Regions from separate parts of the Neogale vison genome. Here region 2 is linked to region 1. A link is a contact called in public Hi-C data. All regions are on one chromosome and are shown on one strand. Each heading gives the region's core, a stretch centred on a gene start, on an enhancer-like site or on the middle of the called end of the contact. The rest is flanking DNA. Distances are from core to core; before and after follow the strand shown. Region 1 overlaps NFIX (nuclear factor 1 X-type). Region 2 holds the start of NFIX (nuclear factor 1 X-type).

Region 1 (3,958 bases), core at 658-3,157:
CCTCTCTCTGCCCCTGTCCCATCCAACTCAGCCCTCCACTGGACCCCTGCAAGCTCCCTGAGCCATCAGCCCCATCCTTGGGACTGGGCGGCGTGGTTCTGTGATGCAGCACCCGCCCAGCTGCCCTGGTCGGAGAGGAGGCCTGGCTGAGCCAGCCTTCCCTGAGCAGGGTGGGGCCGGTCCGGCTGAGCCCCCAGCATCCCGCCCTCCCAGGCTCCCTCTTCCCAAGACCCAAGAGAGTCCGTGGGAAAGCACGGGTGCCTTGCTTCAACGAGGGCTAGCCTCAGTCCTGCTTGGTGCCTGCTTTGGGGACACAACAGGGTCTCTGGGACCTCAAGCTAAAGCCTCCAGGGCCCCTCCCACACCCTGGGCCAGGAGAGAGGACATCTGGCTGAGGTGGAATGCTAGGGGTGGGGGACAGTGTGTGCTCCTGGTCAGTGAGCGGGTGATGGGACCCCTCTGGCCTGTCCTTCCCACGGCCAGCCTAAGCCCTGGCAGCGTGGTCTAATCCAGTCTCTCCCTCTCTCAGCAGCCCCGAAGGGCAGTGCCCGGGCAGGCCCCAAGGCCTCACGGGGTCTCTCCCTCTCTTCCCTGCTCCCCACAGCATTCGCAACGACAGGCGCCTCCTCTGCCAACCGGTTTGTCAGCATCGGACCCCGGGACGGCAACTTTCTGAACATCCCACAGCAGTCTCAGGTAGGAGGCTCCACCCGCGATGTGGATGTGGGCACAGGGGGAAGAGGCAGGGGCGCGGGCATCACGGGCGGGAGGGAAGACGCTGGCTCCTTGAGGCCAATCCGGGAGAAGGGGCTAGGGCAGGGCTGGAGGGCCCAGGCTTTTGCAAGCCCAGCTGAGCCTGCCTCCCCAGGCAGCCCCCAGGTCCCCTAGCTAATCAGCTAATTGGATAATTAGCTCTGACAGCCCCGGCCCTGGGGAAGGCGGCCAAAGACCTGAGGCTAGAGGCGCTCTGGGCCAGGCCTTGTGGTAGCCCGAGGCCCCGTCAGGAAGAGGACAGCGTCTGCCTGTTGCTCTGCTCCCTCTCCAGCTGGAAGCCCTGGCCCCCAGCCCTCCCCTTCTTCCTTGGCTTTGGGTGGGCTGGGCAAGGGGTGGAGGAGGGACAGAGCCGTCCTGGTGGGCTGATTGCCCAGAGACTCTGGCACCCAGGGTAGGGCAGGGCCTGTTGCCACCCTGGAGGCCCCTCCCTCAGGTCCCCATGAATCCCGTTAGAGGGGAGGCCGGGCTGTTGGAACCTCCAGTCCAGCTCCCGCCCGCCCATCCCCAGTTCTCATAAGGAAAACTCCAGCCCTCCTGCTGGAATGCCCTGGATCTGGTTTTGTACAGGCATCTGTGCTCTCGCACGCACGTGGGCCCCTCCTCCCTGTGCCTGTCCCCCAGAGGCTGCGACAAGCTCACAGAGCCCGGGGGCCTTGGGGTGCAGGGAGGACCCACCTCAGCAGCAGGGTGGAGGCCGTTTTACAAAGCCCCAGGCTTCTCGGAAAGGAACATGCAAATAATCTTTCTCTTTTGCGCATTTTACCAAAACACCATCCTGTGAGCCCAAGGCTTGGAGGCTTTCTCCACCCCAGGAAATCCACCCCAGCCCAGAGCCCCAGGGCCACCTCTTGCTGCTCCTGCTCCCTTACTGCTCTGAGGCCTGAGTCCAGAGAAAGTCGGTGGATGGAAGTTTTGTGTGTGTGGTTTGAGGTTTTGTTTTTTTTTCCCTTTTCCTTTCCCTCCCTCAAAAAAAAAAAAAAAAAAAAAGGCCAAAAAACTTTGTCAAACTTCAAACTTCAGAGCTCCCTAGTGGCAAGGAGGGGAGGGGAGGGGAACTTCAACCCCCTCCAGCTTCCCACCCCCTTTCCCCAGAGTCACGTCTGACCCGTCTGGTTTCCAGGAGCAACCAGACATGATGTAACACCCAGATGAACTTGAACTTGGGGGTGTTGAGAAGAAAAACAATGGCTCCGAGCAGGGGCTGGAGCCAGCCCCCTCCGCTGCTCTGTGCCAGGGAGGCCGAGAGAGCCCTGCTGGCAGAGGGCGGGAGGGGGTGCCAGAGGAAGGGACAGCAGGCGGGCCTCCCCTCCTGGCGCTGGGCTGGCACCAGGCGGCAGGGCTCCATCGCTCCCGCCCGCCCGCCCTCCCTCCCTCCCTCCGCCCCAGCGCCTGTAACTCGGAGCTCCCCGTTGCTTGCTTGCTCTTGGGGACCACTGCCGTGAGTCCTCCCCGCTCACCCTGTTTCCGCCTGCCTCCGTGTGCTTTCCCTTCTTCACTTTCTCTGCTCACTTTGCTTGGACTTTGGGGCCAAGGCAGACTTTGAGGCAAGTTTGGGAAACAGTTTTTCTCCCCCTTGTTTTGCAAAGCAGCCTGAGCCCCGGGCCCCAGCAGGCAGGTGTGTCTGGGGGTGACGGTGGGGGAGACTGGAGCCGGACAAGGCCCACAACAGCCGAGAGCCCTTGGGCCTGGGGGCAGGCAGGCGGCTGCAGCGGGCGCAGGGGGTACAGTGGGGGGCGGTTTCCACAGTAACCAGTGACTTTAGCTGATCTCTGGAGCACCAGATGGAGAGAGAACAATAGAATGAGGGAAGAAAAGAGAATTTTAGCAATTTTGTCATTCCCTGGGCAGCGCTTTTTACTTAGTTTTAATCAATTTTGGACCTGGCTCAGGAAGCAGAAAGGGTGAGCAGAAAAAGCCACTTTGTGCTTGGCAGCAGATGCCCCCCCCCTCCTTCCTGGGACCTGTGGGGAGGCACTGGGGAGCTATCCTGGAACCACCTTTGTCTGAAACTCCAGGCCTTGAACTGGGGTCTTCCTGGTCTGTGGGGCGGGGAGGGGGCGGGCAGGAGGGGCTTCCCAATCTGAACACTGGTGGTTTTCCCCCTCCTGTGCAGCTCCAAGGGAACCAGCCTGGCACCTTGGCTTGGTCCCACAAAGAGGGGCCAAACGAGCTGAGCTCTCCGAGTCCCCGTTGTCACCTGCCTCCTTCCCCTTGCAGGGAGGGGGCGGGCCAGGCTTACACAGCGGCACTGTAAGGGTTCCTCTGTGGTCTCCCCTTGCGAAGGGGGTCCCAGAGAACACAGAGGCCTTAGACCGCAGGGATAGGGGCTCTCCCAGGCGGCTCCCTTCTCAGGCCAGGACTGGAAGCCTAGGGGCTGGCTGCTGACTTAGCTTCTGCCGAACTTGGGGTGCCTTCGGCCTGGGTTTCCCCTACACAGTGCCAGGTATCCCGTGAGCCTCCCTTTAAAGACCTGTAATTAGTTGATGGGGTTGGACCTTGGGCAGTTCCTCCAGGAGCTCGGCCACAGGAAGGCAGGTCTCTGGGTGTGGGCCAGCACGTGGCAGGAAGTTGGGCATCTCTGCCCACCCAGTGAATGCCAGCAGCACCAGTCATTGTGACAACCCCAAGCCTCCAAATGTCCTCCATCTGCACCATCCAGCGGGGCAGGTGCTGGCCACATGTGGCTGTTGAAGTTCAAATTAAATAACTAACTAGAGGGGCACCTGGGTGGCTCGGCCATTTACCGTCTGCCTTTGGCTCAGGTCATGATCCCAGGTTCCTAGGATCAAGTCTCACATCAGGCTCCCTGCTCAGCGGGAGTGGTGGGGGGTCTGCTTCTCCCTCTCCCTCTGCCTCTCCCTCTGCCTGTGCGCACGCTCTATCTCTAATTTAAAAAAAAAAATGTAAATAACCAACTAGAGAAAACTTTAGTCCTCAGTAACGGCAGCCACATTTCCCTTGCTGAGACGCCACATGTGGCTCGTGGCTACCACACTGGATAGGGCAAACAGGGAACGTTTCCATTGTCGAAGAAGGTTCTAGGTAATCTTCCAGGCCCTTTTTAACACTACAACTCCATGTGTTCATCCCTTAGTAGAAGTTTGCCCATGGTCCCAGACCAGAGCCTGAGGGGCAGGTCCAGCCAGCGGGCATAATCCGTGAGGCTTAAACAAGTGGTTTTAAA
Region 2 (3,909 bases), core at 895-3,394, 90 kb before region 1:
AGGACTTCCTGCCAAGCCCAGGCCCCATCCACACGTGACTCCCACTAGAATGTCAGCTCTTGGAGGGCAGAATCTTTTGTCTTGTTTCTTCCTGTGAGCCCAGTGCTTGACATGGGGCCTGGCAGGTGCTTACCATCTCTGATTCACAGACACTCCCAAGTCCATAGAGAGACCCACCACGACACAATGCTGGTCCCCACAAAGAGACTCCTGGGTGTATACTGACCTGTGTTTCAGTGTACACCCAGACCCACACAGACACCCGAGGACACAACTCCAGTCATCCTGCCTCAGTGATGTAATATGACCACACACACACACACACACACACACACCTGTGTCTGCTTGCAGGGACCCAAGGAGTATAGCCTTGGCAGCCCTGCACAGCCAGCCCAGCACGAGCGCGCGTGCACACGCACACACCTGGGAACCTGCACCCCTCCCACAGACAATGCAGGGCTTAGCATTGCCACAGCTTCTTGGCCCCGGGAGGGTGAGAAGGTGTTGGCTGTACCTGGCAGCAGGAGAGAGCTTTGTCTCGGCAGGAGCTGCCCAGGGGCTGCAGACAACGCCTCCCCGCCCACCTCAGGGGTCACCTAAGGGCTCCCCCTGCCCCACACCAGGGTCCTCAGTACCCACTTCTGCCCCCGTTCCTTTCTGAGGGCTCAGGGGCTTGCATGAGAGACTGGAGTCTCACAGGGGTGGAGGTGGGGCAAGAGTGTACGTGAACCTGAGGCCTCCATGCCCATTCTGTCCCTGCAGGGCTCTGTGGTGCCTGCTAGATCTGTGTATGTCCACGATCGGGGCCAAGTACAAGTGCGTATGTGTGTGTGTGTGTGAGTGTGTGTGTGTGTATTTGCATGAGGGCCATAAGGCTGGGGTGTGGGAAGGGCCTGGGTGTATGTGTGTCATACCTGTGTGCATGGCTGGGTGATCCCCTGGACTACTGGTCAGTGTACCCAAGGCCCAGGGGTTCATCTGGGCACCAGGTGTGTCCTGTGTATGTCCTTGTGTTGTTGTGACTGCCAATGTCAGTTTGTATCAGTGACACTTTGTATCTCTTTGTATCAGGGTCAGTGTGCTCCTTCCCTGTGTCACTGGGCATGTGCATGCCATGCCGGTATCTGATGGCTTATGTTTGTTTGACAGTGTGTTAGCACATCTTCATTTTATTAGTGTCATTCTGTGTGCCCGGCTGGCTACTGCCAGGATGTTTCGGTGTGGCTTTGTGTGTGCCTGTGGGTGTCTATATATAGGAGTTGTATGTCTGGAGTGCGTCACAGTGTGGTTGTGTGATCATGCCTGTCAGTGTGTCAGCGTGAACCGTACGTGTCAGTACGCAAGGGTGTATGTGTCTCTTGGTGTGTATCAGTGTGTGTCCGTGGAAGGCCCATGTTCGCCTGTCTAAGCATGGTTCATTGCTGGAATGTGTGTGTATAGGTTATCATCGTGTGATGGTGGGCCTGTGTGCCTGTCAGCGTGTGGGTCGCCGACTGGTGCACCAGGGCGTGTGTCTATGCTGTGTATGTGTAGGTGTCTGTGTGTGCTTCGTTGTTGGAACGTGGAACGTGTGGCAATGCGTTCTGTACGTGACATGTGTGGCGGGGTCCGAACCCTGCTGTGTGTCAGCGTGTGTCTGCGATGGAACGCGGGCCAGCACGTGTCGGGGTGGCTGTGTCGGTGTGCGCCCCCGCGCGCGTGTGTGCATGTGTGTGTGCATGTGTGTGTGTGTGCGCGCCGGCCGCCGCTCCCCCGCCCTGCCCGCCCCTCCCCGCGCCCCTCCTCCCGCCCGCGCCGCCCGCCCGCTCCCTCTCCCCGGAGTGCGCCGCTTCCAAACTTTGTCTAAACTTTCACTTTCACAGCGCGGCGGCGGCGGCGGCGTTGGCGGCGGCGGCGGGCGAGGGTGACCGGCCGAGCGGCGGCGGCATGGAGTAGACGCGCAGCGGCGGCGGCAGCAGCGGACGCGAGAGGCAGCGGCGAGCGCGGCGGCGGCGGCGGCGGCGGCGGCGGCGGCGGCCCCGGAGCCGGCGGGGCCGAGCCTGCGAGCGGCGAGCGCGGGGCCGCGGGCCGGGCGGGCGCAGCGCGGCGGAGGCCGGAGGAGCCGAGCCGGAGCCGGAGCCCGAGCGCGGCCGCCGCCTGCCGGGCCTCCCCTCGCCGCGGCCGGCCGCCGCGCTCCCGCCTGGGCGCCCAGCTATGTACTCCCCGTACTGCCTCACCCAGGTACCGGCCGCCGCCCCTGGGCGACCGGGGAGGGGAGCGGGCGCAGGAGGCCGGCGGGCGGGCGGGAGGACGGACGGAGGGGGCGCGCGGCGGCCCGGTGGGGGGGGAGTGAGACTGCGGGCGGCCGAGGGGTGCAAGCCGTGCTGTGGGCAGTCCCTGCACGCAGGCGGGCGTCAGGGTGCGCGTGCGACCCTGGCCACCCGGAGGACTCCTGGTGGGGGCTCTGGGGGTGGCCGGCTGCGTGCGTGGCGCTGCCCCCGGAGCGAGGAGCGGGAGTGCGTGTGTGTGTGTGTGTGTGTGTGGTGCGTGCGTGTGCGCGCGCGCTCGACTGGGGTGCGGTGGACTCCCGCCGACCGATGGGCGACTGTGGCGTGCACCCGAGCAGCGTGGCCACTGGCAGTGGTTGCAGGGGTGACAGAGTGGCAGGGGGTGGTCCCGAGGGCTCGGAGCTGGGACTGGGTCCCGCGGCGCTCTGTGGGGCGGGCGCAGCTTTTCCGAGGGTGGCAGCGGCCGGTATGCGTGGCGGCGGCCCCTGCGTGCAGCCGGGGTGCCCGGGGCCGGCCGAGCGGCCCGGGCGTCGCCCCAAAGTCTTTGTTCAGGCCTCACATGGGAGCGGGGCTAAGAAAATGGCGGGGCTCCCAAATTTCGGAGGGTTAGGGGAGGGGAGGGAGGGACGGGCGCGCTGCCAGCCGGGGCCGCGCCTCTCGGCCGACCCTGGACGTCGCAGCCGCGGCCCCCCCACCGCCCCAAACTTTCCTCGGCGCAAACTTTCCGGCCCCAGCTACCCTGGCTGCGGCGCGGTGGACCGGGCGGGCCGGGGGAATCCCGTCCTGCCGCCCGGAGGCGGGAGGGGCGGGAGACAGCCGTGGATGCCGCCAACCGTGCTGCGGCCACGCCGTCGGGTCAGCCACGGGCACAACAGAGCCGACCTTGGCGCGCTGCGTGAGCAGAGCACGTCCCGCCTCCAGCGAACTTCCCTTAGCGGCGCTCGGCGGCGGCAAACGCGCGGGGGATGCCTGCCCTGGCACTCCACCTTTCCTGGGCCATGATACCCAGGCTCTGAGAGGGCACAAGAACTGTCCAGAGCCCCACAGTGGCCCTGGCAGTGCTGCCTACGGGGGGCCAGGCTACTGCGGGCATTGCGGAGTCAGAAGAGGGGACACCTGGGGACTGCCTAGCCCTGCCTGCCAGTAGGGCCTGCGTGTGTAAGGAGAATCTTTAGGTCAGGCCTGGGGTCCTAATTGTCTCCTCTGCCCAGCCTGAGCCCTGCCAGCCTTCTGCCAAGTGTGCCCACAGATGGGAGTGGGAGTCCAAGTGAATACAATACGGCTGCTACCAGGTGGCAGAGGGTAGCGGGGGGCGAGCGAGTTGGTCGGGGTTGTGTGTCAGCCGTGGCCGCACCACACTCCTAGATCCACAGATGCAAGTGCGTATGTGTGTGTCAATCTTGGGGTCTGCATGTGGCTTCTATGAGTTGGTGGGGGGGAGGCCTGCATGGTACCGACATGTGTGTGGCCCAGGGAGCAGGTTTTCCTATGCAAAACTGGGTGTGAGTGTTGGTGAGGGTACAAAGGTACATGTATGTATCACAGTATGCATGGAGGTGTAAGCAGGCACTCTGGCCACTGTGGCAGCCTGGGGGACCCCCCCCCAGATCTGTGCCTCTGATGGACCAATCACTCTATCTTG

What was found. A called contact is a pair of places that touch in the nucleus more often than the background predicts.
Region 2: a contact with region 1 is called in a Hi-C map of fibroblasts, with 5 times the contacts expected there. The contact joins the promoter of NFIX here to the enhancer-like site in region 1.

The regions. Positions count from the first base shown.
Region 1 is chr6:215,409,225-215,413,182 of ASM_NN_V1, reverse strand. NFIX (nuclear factor 1 X-type) reads left to right here. Exons shown (of 11, transcript XM_044254082.1): 10 at 605-696. Among named protein-coding and RNA genes, the nearest start is that of LYL1, 11 kb to the right of the region's middle. Within about 2 kb of position 1,907, the one cell type or tissue checked has open chromatin away from gene starts, as enhancers often do. A contact at or near this core is called in fibroblasts, where this site is marked.
Region 2 is chr6:215,499,628-215,503,536 of ASM_NN_V1, reverse strand. NFIX (nuclear factor 1 X-type) reads left to right here and starts at 2,144. Exons shown (of 11, transcript XM_044254082.1): 1 at 2,144-2,220. The coding sequence starts at 2,194.